Linked DNA regions of Mus musculus: region 2 is linked to region 1. A link is a contact called in public HiChIP or PLAC-seq data. All regions are on one chromosome and are shown on one strand. The core of a region is the stretch at or near the end of the contact, and the rest is flanking DNA. Distances in the headings are between cores, read along the strand shown.

Region 1 (5,706 bases), core at 900-3,399:
AAGGGTGTTCCTGATGTGACACCCTAGATTCTGGGAAACATAACCCTTCCTAATAGTTTCCTCTGTTTTTCCTTTAGAACTTGTTTTTTGTCTTTCCTGAGAAACTCGTACTGTGTCCCAGGGCAGAAACAATGGCTGCCTTCCCAATGGCCTGTCTACCACCCATGACAGTGGCTACTTAAGTACATCCCTTAGTTTATTTGCTTAGAACATAACTTCACTGTACCCTTGGAATTGCTCGTTCTTCTTAGGGTAGCCTCTGGCTCCTCCCCCCCATTCCAAGGGAACTTTCAGTGTCCACCAGGGTGGCCTCAAACTCCCAGAGATCCTCCTGTTTCTACCTCTCAAGTGTTGGGATTAAAGGCAAGCACCACCTTCTCTGGCTGAAATCAAGTCTCTTGGCAAATAGCCTCATGAGATATCCATCATGGAAAAAGATCCCTCATCTTGATCAAGTCTTCAGGGGACTGTAAACTATGCCAGGGACTCCGGATGAAACTGTGTGGGATCACAAATGATAACCAGTATAGTCACTGCTGCACTCTGCATGCTCTCTGGACTCCAGGGACAGCATGTATGAGTGGATTACTCAAGTTGAACTAAGAATGTTTCTAAAGGTCGTTATTGAAAGAAATGTCAACTTCCCTGGATTCTCATTTTTCAATGGAACATGTATTTGGTTAGAGCCTAAGGTAGTAGTATTTCCTCTTTCAAATCAGCTGTTTATAAGATTATTTTTTAGTAGATTGGATTAACTGAGAAAATGTAGGATAATGTAGGATACTATAGGGTAGTACTTCATCTAAACCATATAAAGAGCCAGTTTTTATTCCAAATGGTAGCCTAAGTGGAAAGAGACTTTATTAATAGAGAACTCGGAAGGGCTAGCTGGCAAGGTTGGAGTAGGATCTCCTGAAAGGTTAGAACATAGAATAGAAAGTTATGAGGTGTCTCATTTTATCTCTTCTCCTGATCCCAGGCTTTCTGACTTAGGCCACTTTCCATTCTGTAACTGTCTGGTGTCCCGCACCTTCTTACTCTGAGTTAGTTAGCTGATTTGGTTTGGAGTGTGAGGCCTTTGTTTGGTTTGGGTTCTGGGGATTCAGCCCAGGGCTGGGTGACTTCTAGTAAGCACCCCACCACTGAGCTTTATGCAGAGCCTCTGTTGTGGTTTGTGGTGTTTAGCTTGCGAATGGTAGTTGTGGTTTTCATCTTTTACGGTGTTCTTGCACCATCAAAAGGATTCAAGTTGCTGAGGAGGTGGTGTTCTGCATTGTCTTGTGTGGATTGCCTCGACTCTGGAATAGATGTAAACTCCTTTTCCTTTATTGTGTTCTCTGTCTGTGCAGTGGCAGAGTTCCCTGGGTTTGCTGGGGTGGAGGGAGGGGCACTGCTCTGCATAGCAACTTTGTGTTAGATGGAGAAGAAAAGATAGGTTGCTCGGAGGAGGTTGCTCTCTCTGTACACAGGTTCATTGTCACAGGTATTTGTCATTGACTGCTGAAAGTGATCTAAGACAGACTTGCAGGCCCCACTCACATATTACCATATTCCACAAGGCTAACGCTGACTGCATCTGTGATTATAACTGTTTGGTTCATGTTGAGGGTGCTTCTGAATACAAGAGTGCATTGTCTCACTTACAGCCTGTAATGACAGACACATCACAAGTGGCCGTTTTCCTTACACCACAGCTCCCATTGTGGTTGGATTTTATTTGAGAAGGTAGTTATTTTGGAAAGAAGGAACTACACCTTCCAGCCTTAAAAGGCGACCTTGCAAGTTTTAAGTGTTTAGAACCTCAGCCAAGAGACTAGTTGCCTATGAACTGCAGTTTCAGAATCTTTCCAGGTGGAAGGACACAGTTGAATGGAGGGACCAAGGCCAAGCTTTTGTTATGGTGGCAGTGCCGGGAGAGGAAATGAGAACAGTTGGGATTCCTGCAGGCTGGAGGAGCAGTTGAGTCTGGGAGAAAACAATGCATTATTTCTTCCCACTCGCCCTTGACAAGTGGCGTCTTCTAGTTTCAGTGTAAGCAGCGCTCCTGGTTCAGCCTGAAAAACTACTTGTGAATTCACTGTAATATCAGTGCCCAGATTCTATCCTCAAGAGTATTCCAGGGGCGTGCTGATTGTTGGCTGATTGCCCGCTCTGGGAAGAGAGTCGTGCTTGCCCAGGTCCACTGTCAAAACACCACCGCCGTGGCCGGTGTTACATAGGTGGCGACTGTTATCGCCGTGTGCAGAGCTGGGAAACATTGCACACAGTTGGTTCCGCTGTCAGTGTGAGCTGGCTCTTTCCACAGGGAGATAGATCCTCATGCAGCACATTACAATGACGAAACTCTAATAATATGAGGACCATGGTCATGCATCAAGTTCTTTGGTACACTTTGTCTTACTTTTTCAAGTAGGACTTTTCAAGATAGGGTTTCTCTGTGTAGTCTTGGCTGTCCTGGAACTCACTCTGTAGACCAGGCTGACTTCAAGCTCAGGTACCCACCTGCCTCTGCCTCCCAAGAGCTGGTATTAAAGGTGTGCACCACCACCTCCTGGCTTACTTGTTTTGGTTTATGAGACGGTCTTACTGTATAGCCTAGTCTGGTTTCCAACTTGGCGTCTTCCACCCTCTCCCTCCACCTGCTAGCATCATAGCATACGTGTCCTATTTTTTTCTTAGTTGGTCACCATAATAGTACAGAGAGATAAATGCTGTCTGCTCTCCCAAACTTAGCATGGTCTCTATTTAGTCCCAGCAGCTTGTATTTTCCATTTGCCCATCTCTCTGAGAGTCAGATCTGAGTATGAATGGAAGATCTGAGACTGCAAAGTATTTTGCTCATCTCATAGTCAGGATTTGTGATCAGTAAAATATGCGTAATTAAACGTTCAGTGTCAGGTTCGTTTCACCTACACTTTCTCTTTTTCAGTTGTAAAGAGTCCACCGTATTTTCAGAAGAATTAATGGACTCATGCAGTTTACTCAGTATCTGTTACGTGCCTGTTTTACATTGCATGGCTGGATCAGTGGACAAAATAGGGAAACAACCATATCCTCCAGGGGAAATTGGGCCAACTAATGTATGTCAGAGCAGTTTATGTGGTCCGGTGGGGGTGGGAAAAGAATGCTAGGGGACTCTATACAGAGGAGGGGCCTGGGCTGCAGTTTTAAAGCCAGAGATCATATTACTGTAATAGCTTAAGTTTCTGATACATCACATTCCTGATTGCTTTTTCTCAAAGGAACATGGTATGCTCCCTGAACTCAGGTGTAGTTTGCTGGCCCCCTCCCAGGCTGGATCTCTCTGCCTTCCCTTGATTATTGGTCAGTATGTAGCCTAACAGCCCCTGTCTTTTCTAGGCCCCTTGTTACACTCCCGGCTGGTGTTGATCTGGTGGTCAGCCTAAACCCCTTTCCACAGGCACACCTCCCCACCAAGCCGGCTTTCCTTGCCCAGTCAGTTTACTGTTGACTCATTGGAGCTGGAAGTAGTACTTTATCTCTGCAGTTTCTCATTATACAGAATCCTGCTGGGACCCATTGATTTATTGCCAAATCACTCTTCATTTGTGTCTCCCCGAGTTCTTGATGCCATTTGAGGATGGATTTTCATAAGCAGAGTCACACCTTTTAAAGTTCATTTTCCCTGAATGTGATGTTTAGAAGGATCCTGTTGATGTCAGTAAGTCTCTAGCCCTATAGGAAGAAGGGGTGGGGAGGGGAGAGGGAGGAGAGGAGGAGCCCATTAGGACAGATGGACCTGAGTGTTGGAGCCAGCACAAATATTTTTAGCTGGAAATGATTAACATTCTGTTGCTAACATCTTATTCATCTTTAGTACCACAGTCTGTTTGGATTAAGAGGAAACCCTCCTTATCATGGTGTAATACAATTTCTTTTCAGCTTTAATCTATACAAGTAAAAGTTCCTTTGGATAAATACAAGACAACAAAAATGGCCTTCAAGTGTGACAGATTATGGGTTTTTTTTTTCAATGTCAGAATCTGGTTAATACTTGCAGAAAACTGCGTGATCATTAGTAGGCAGGAAGCCCATTAAAAGCTCTGGTTAGGAGGCTGCAGAGATGCAATAGATTAGAGGCAGGGTAGTCAGCTCAGGAGGAGCAACACTCAAGGTTGGCCTCTGCTCTGTGCTCTCAGGCACACATGTACACCGCACACACGCACACACAAGTGAATATATATTAAACTGCTTGTAAAATATGTAGCATTAAAAAACCACTTTAGAATTATTTAATTACAACCATATATATATATATATATATATATATATGGTGGCGAAAAGTAGGAACTTAGGAGCCAGACTCTGGATTAGGATGCATTTTTTTTTTTTTTAAGAAATTTGTTTGTATGATCACAGATTTGCCATATTTGGTGCTTCAATTGATTTGTCTGCCAAATGTAGATAAAAAATATTTACTCAGAGGGTTCTTGTGAGGATGGAGAAGATCCAGTAAAAATGGTCACACCTATGAAAACTGCTCCCTTTTGGGAGAGAGGGGTAGCCCCCGTGTTTAGCAGTCCAGCATGTCCTAATGGTCATGGGCATATTCCTTAGTATTCTAGCCCGCGGAAGTAGGAAGCCGACTCACAGAGTGAACAGTTCTTTTGTTTTACAGCTCTGCCTGGGGATTGTGGGTCCCTGGCTCTTGGTTGTTTATACTTGCTCTTGTTGGGCTAAAGTGAGCTGTTTTTATGCTAAGTTTGGGCAAGGTGCCCTTTATTGTCCTTGGGTTTGACCTTTACCCCACCTTCTTAAGTGCTACCAAAAGTACCAGAAATACCACCTGTACTGAGGCCTTTTATCACTGTGGAATTATATTCTAGAGGAAGTGTCAAGGATGGCTCTGTGGATGAGGAAATAGAAATCTAAAGGGGCTTAATCATGCATTTGAGTTTTCTTTTCTTTTACGTATTCATTCACTCACTCACTTTGGAAGCACACTCACATAGCCCAGGCTAGCCTCTAACTTACTGTAAGTAGAGGATGACCTTGAACTTCTGATCCCGCTACTTCCCAAGTGCTAGGGTTATAGGTGTGGTGTCTGCATCGCACCTGGCTATGAGGCGATGAAGGTTGAACTGAGGCCTTGGTGCATGCTGGGCCAGCACTCAACCTGGCAAGCTGCACTACGAGCGATGACTTCACTCCCGCCAAGTCCTGATACGATCGATAAACAACCTCTGTTGCAGGTGAGATGTGTGGAGGGAGATCAGGTAGACACAGTCCTGGGGCTGCACATCCCACCATGAACTTGGTAGGAACTATCCGGAGAAAGAAAGTGCCCACGGAGTAAGAGTGTCTGTGCCAGCCAAGATTAGGTGAATACCTAACTGGAATACATAAAATTCAGATGGCTTACTATTTGCAAAACTTCTTAGAGATTTTGTGAATAAAAATTCACCAAGGTGCTTTAAAAACACAAACAAGAGCCAGCTTATAAGCAACACTTAGTTATGTGCCTGGCATGATTCTGAGCTTTTGAATGGTGTGTGTGTGTGTGTGTGTGTATGTGTGTATGTGTGTGTGTATGCGTGTATGCATGTATGCATGTATGCATGTGCCTGTGCCTGCCATGGGTGGCATTGAGTGTTTTCATCTATTGATCTCCACTCTAGTTTTTGAGATGTTTTCTCGCAGAACATAAAACTTACACACTAAGTGAACTGGCTGGCCGTGAGACCT
Region 2 (5,706 bases), core at 1,010-3,509, 570 kb before region 1:
AGTTACGTTTAAATATTTATGGGACTAGAGAGATGGTTCAGTAGTTAGAGTACTTGCTGCTTTTTCAGAGGACTTTGGTTCACCCCATTACCCACATGGGATGGCCTCCAGACCCTTTTGTGATCCATCTCCTATCCTCTTCGTCTTCCCCTCTCATCCTCCACGTCCACCTTTCTTCATACAGAGCACTTTCAAGCTCTCCCAAATGCCCCTCCATCTTTGTCTGGTTACACAGACACATCTTCAGATCTTAGCTTTCACAGAATATCTTTCCCAAATGCTTCCTCAGCATCTCACACCTGCACTTTCTCTAGGTTGCCTGTCCACGTCTTGGATCATGTAAGAATTCCGAGTCCTCAGGTACTTACTCCACTGGCCCCTAAGCTCCATAGCTTAAGAACTCAGCCTCTTGCTTTCCATGTGACTCACTGGTCAGCCATGTTGTTGGCATCAGAGCCTACAGCCTCTGAATCCAGTGATGACATCACCCATAGGTGACAAGGACCCAACAAGCCTGTTGCCATGGAAACCACCATACATTCATCTACCTGCCTGAGCCTTACTTGTGCAAGGTAGTGTGCATGATTACATCACAGCCCAAATAAAAGGTAGAACCCCCTAACCTGAACTTCGCTCTTTTTTTCCTTCTTTTTCTTCATTGCCCCCTTCATCCTTTTCTCTTTCCCCCTTATCCCCCAATAAACCTCTCCCATGATGCTGTACTGGCCTGGTGTGATCTGTCTCCCTACGAACTGCCTTCTAACACAACACATGTGATACTGGACAATCTTTTCACTACAATGTGCCCCGGTTTCCTCAACTCATAATAGAGCCTATTTCTTAAATATGCAGCCACCTCTTATCTTTGGCCTCAACCGGGTACAGATGAAATCTAGGAAAAAGGTACATCTGTAACACATATTTACAGACTTTTTCTTGCCATAATTCTCTAAACGATACCAGAGTGATGGCTGCTTCCATAGAACTGACATTACATTTTCTGTTGCAAGTTACCCAGAGGTGTTTAAGGATGCAGGGATCATACAGGGTGTGGCAGAGTGCCTAGTGCCACAGAAAAATAAAAAATAAAACAAGCCATGTTGGTACACACACCTGTATTCCCAGCTCTAGCTGGGTTATGTAAGAGGATTCCCGGGGATACTAACCAGTCAGTCTAGCCTAATCTGCAAGCTCTAGACCAATGAGAGACAATGTCTCAAAATATAAGATATAAAAATATTAATATGGAAAGCAATTTAAGGAAGATATCTGACATGGATCTCAGTATATATGCATGCATACATGAGCATACATACATACACTAACACACACACATGCATGCACACATACACACAAAGTTCTTAGGAGCAGGTGGAGGTATAAGTAATAAGACCAGGTAAAGCATCAGGGTATTAGGATTTCCCTGTCTTGGTCACTGGTTTATACTGATACCTGCCCTGCTTGAAAGCTAATTCAGAGAAAGTAGTCCATAAACATTTGTTGGGTGAGTGGCTGAATGCTGATGTATCTAAATCTGTCGCCACACACACACACACACACACACACACACACACACACACATGCTCTGCACTGTTTGGCCTTTCTCAGGTCTGGGTAGACCGAAAGGGCCCATTGTGTGAACACCTCCCAGTCTCTGCGCTAGTGTTTTTTTCCATTGACTGTGTGAGGAGAAGGACTCTATTTTACAAAGAAAGGAGTGAGTAGGGGAGCCTGCTTCCAAAGGCCTGTTTGTTCTCATTATTAATTTTCCTCTCCTCTTCCAAGTGGAGTTTGAATGATTTTGAATGTGCACTCATCTGGAACGACACCCTCATTCTCTCCTTTCATGGCTGGCTGCAATTAAAGTCAAAAGCAAAATTTAAAAATACAGCTTTCTTATAGAGAGAAAGAACTGTTGATTCAGGCACTAGCCTGTAACCTCACAACAGTACCAGAAAATAATTTTTAAAAAAAGGGGGGGGGGGGAAGAAGAGGAAAAAAGAATATGAAGCTGACAGATCTAGTCCCAAATCAATAACTTGCTAACTTTACTGGTTCCTAAGGCAATTATAAGCACTGGAAAAGTGCCCAAATGCTCAAAGGAATTAAGAGTTCCCTAAAACACACCCACCTCCTTTTCTAAAGAAATCAGTTGGGCTTGGGCGATAAAGGCAAAATAACTGAACGGGGTGGGGCTCAGCAGTCTCCAAAGTCCATCAGAGAGCCATGGAATTTCAGAGCTGGAAGGAGGCTTAGAGGTCACCTCGAGGTCGTCTTATAGAGAGGTGACAAGGAGCCTGGGATTCACAGAGCAGGTGTGGGTCTAAAGGCATCTCCCATCCAACTTGCCTGATTCATTCGTGCAAGAAATGTTTCCTGAGCACTTACTTGGGCCTGGGCACCGTGCTGAGCATGAGAAATTCATTAGCAAACCAAACAGACACGCTGTTTGCCCACGTACAACTTCCGTGCTACTGCGGAGCCAGATACTGGAGCAAGCCAACCAACAAACAAGTACATAATAAGACGGAAGCTGATGGGAGTGGTGGAGAGCTTACACGGGGCGGTCAGAAGAGGACTCTGAGCAGGTGATATGGGAGATATGGGAGAAGAAAGGATCAGGGAGGACACAAATACAAACAAGGCAAAGCAAGGCGTGTGGTAGGGATGTGATTACATCTGTCCTCCAAACAAGGGTGCCACTGGCCTGGGGCCAATCTAAGAGGCACCAGAACCACAGCTATTACTTTTCCCCTCACAACTGCCCAACTCACATGGCTTTCCTTCACCAATGATGAGGGCTCTGATAGATTTTTGTGGCCAGCGTCTGAACCAGGAGAAATGTCATGCCAAGGAGAACATGGCAGTGGAGAGGAAGGACAGGAAAAAACATTCCAGAAGCAGAGAAAATCGGTTATGAGCAGAGACTGCATCAGACACCTTTGGGGAGAGACCAGCCTCAGCCTTTGTTGAGCTGGGAAAGTTGCCTGACTGCTCTGAGCTGCTGTGTTTTTCTCCTCTGCAAAATGGGAGCCTCCTAGTAGAGTTGAGAGTAATGGCTAAGAGCAAGGGCTCAACCCCGGTAGGGCTTTCCTCTAGATGTGTGTGCTGCCACTCACTCTCAGAATAGCCCTGAACCAACAGCCTCCTTCCTCATGGACCGCAAGCCCAGGCTCCTCAGCCCTGCCCGTCACCCCACCTTCAGTGGTGACTCAGCACAGCTCCACCTGAATGAACACATTTGAGGTTCAAGAATCTTTGGCATAAGCCTCCCAAGGCTACCTACCTGTCTACTGTCTCCCATCACCCTTCAAATCCAATAGAAGAGAAGAAAGACAGTCCCACCAAAATCAATGGAATAGGCAGCACCATTTGTTCAAACTTAAGGTGATGTCTGCTTCTCCTAAGATAACTCAAGTAAATCAACACACACCACAAACAAGAGTGTACACGTGGTCACGTGACAAGCATCAGTCTATATCCCATCGGGGAACCGATCGGCCATACTGGAGGACCCACGGGCTTAACTAGCTTGTGGCTTAGCTTCAGGAAAGCCCAGCAAAAAAATCATTCTGGAAGTCGTAAAATTATGGTGGTCTTCTGTTTCACTCCACACATTCCCCCAACCCCTTTTGGGGAGTTGTGGCAGTGGGGGGTGGGAGGGAGTGCTTGGTTCCGTTGTCCATTGTCCACAAGGCAGTGGGAAGCGTTACAATCTAACACGTTGTTCTTTCTCAGACAGGATCTCATGGGTCACAGGCTGGCCTCAAGCTTGCTAAGTAGCCCGGATAACCTTGAGCTTTGGTCCTCCTGCCTTCACCTCCCCAGTCTGAGATTATAGACATGCACCACCTCTCTTAGTTTATGTGTTACTGGGGATCAAACCTAGGACCTCGTACGTGCGAGGCAAGCCCTCTACCAACTAAGCCACATCCCAAGCCAACAATTGTAATACTTTATAAAGAGTACTTCTTACATTCTAGGCCCACCTGCCCTTTCCAGCATCCACTAGTCATAGGTAGCCACTGAATACTATAGTGTGGCTGATCAAAATTAAGAATAAAATATGCACTGGATTTCAATGATACAATACAGAATGTATACAGTAGCTCAATAATTTCATATGGATTGCATGCTACAATATTACTTTGGTTATGTAGAGTTGAGTGAAATATATTAAAATTAATGCTGCCTGTTGGTTGGAGAGGTTGAATATGGTGAAAACTTACTGTATACAATTCTCAAAGAACTATTTTTTTCACTAATTTAGCTTTCACAATGTACCTACTAGAAAATCTGACACTATTAGCAGAGTATTCATCATATTCCTAGCTATCAGTGACTAAGGAAGAGTATAGCATGCATTTTATTGTCTCACAGTCACCTCCTCAAGTAGGAACTGTTACCCTATTACTCTGTGTGTGTGTGTGTGTGTGTGTGTGTGTGTGTGTGTGTGTGTGTGTGTGATATGCAGATATGTGTACAGGTGCCCACTTGATAGAGGAGGCTGGGGGATGGTTTCTAGTGCCCCATTGTCACAGTCTCTGTCTTATTTCCTTTAGAAAGGGTCCCTAACCCTGGAGCTAGGCTTATAGCCAGTAAGGCCCAATGACCTGTCTCTGCCCTCCCCAAGTATTGGGGTCATAGGCCCCAGCTATGCCTATGCCCAGCGTTCCTCATGGCTGCCACGTATTTGAACTCTTCATGACTGCACAGCAAGTGCTCCTACCCACCGAGCCACCTTCCCAGTGGTTGCTGACACACCCGTTCACTGATGGTAATAGTGAGACTGTTTTTCTGACCTTGAGTCCTCAGGAAAAAAATCCTCCCCAGGTTCCCCCTGAGAAGTCGGCTTCATTCTCAGAGCCCAGAGTCCTTTGCTTGGATCCCTCACAGCTCTGGTCTCTCCACTCCCATCTCTTAACTTCACTTCCCCCCAGCGACTAGCACACTTCTTACTCCTTCCCCCGAATGATGTATTTAATTAGCAGCCTGTCTTAGTTAAGATCTCTATTGCTGTAAAGAGACACCCGAACCAAGGCAACTCTTATAAAGGACACCATTTCATTGGGGCTGGCTTATGAGTTCAGAGGTTCAGTCCATTGTCATCATGGTATGATCATGGTATGACATGTTTATATGTCATCGAGTATGGCAGTGCCCAGGCAGGCATGGTGCTGAGAGTTCTACATCTTCTTTTGAAAGCAAACAGGAGAAGACTGACTTCTAGGCAGTTAGGAGACAGGTCTCATTGCCCACTCCCACAGTGAAGCACTTCCTCCAACAAGGCCACATCTCCTAATAGTGACACTCTCTGGGCCAAGCATATCCAAAGCACCATACCACCTGCCTCTATCTTTCCACCCCAGCACTGAGTACTGCATACATGCTGGGGACTTAAACTCATGTCCTTCTGCTTGTCCAGCAAGAACTTTACTAACTTGACTCCCCCTCCTGCAGTGTTTTTCAAACTATATATTACAACTCAATCATTAGTGGGATGTTGTACTGGCTAGTTTTGTGTCAACTTGACACAGGCTGGAGTTATCAGAGAGAAAGGAGCTTCAGTTGGGGAAATGCCTTCAGGAGATCCAGCTGTAAGGCATTTTCTCAATTAGTGATCAAGAGGAAAGGCCCCTTGTGGGTGGGACCATTCCTGGGCTGGTAATCTTGGTTCTATAAGAGAGCAGGCTAAGCAAGCCAGGG

Evidence for each region. HiChIP or PLAC-seq counts read pairs in DNA pulled down with a chosen protein or histone mark.
Region 2: a FOXA1 HiChIP or PLAC-seq map of pancreatic cancer cells shows a contact between it and region 1. The contact joins two enhancer-like sites. A contact is called at or near these places in 1 of 484 Hi-C or Micro-C datasets (LSK cells) and 4 of 115 datasets of contacts at active chromatin or transcription factors (embryonic stem cells and pancreatic cancer cells).

The regions. Positions count from the first base shown.
Region 1 is chr6:94,179,979-94,185,684 of GRCm38.p6, reverse strand. The region is part of intron 1 of Magi1 (membrane associated guanylate kinase, WW and PDZ domain containing 1); the gene reads left to right. All of the region lies in intron 1 of 4930511A08Rik (RIKEN cDNA 4930511A08 gene), which reads left to right. Among named protein-coding and RNA genes, the nearest start is that of Gm52867, 45 kb to the left of the region's middle. Within about 2 kb of position 2,149, at least 47 of the 459 cell types and tissues checked have an H3K27ac peak or open chromatin away from gene starts, as enhancers often do. A contact at or near this core is called in embryonic stem cells and pancreatic cancer cells, where this site is marked.
Region 2 is chr6:94,752,169-94,757,874 of GRCm38.p6, reverse strand. No RefSeq gene overlaps it. Among named protein-coding and RNA genes, the nearest start is that of Lrig1, 55 kb to the right of the region's middle. RefSeq lists an enhancer at 435-4,777. Within about 2 kb of position 2,259, at least 47 of the 459 cell types and tissues checked have an H3K27ac peak or open chromatin away from gene starts, as enhancers often do. A contact at or near this core is called in embryonic stem cells and pancreatic cancer cells, where this site is marked.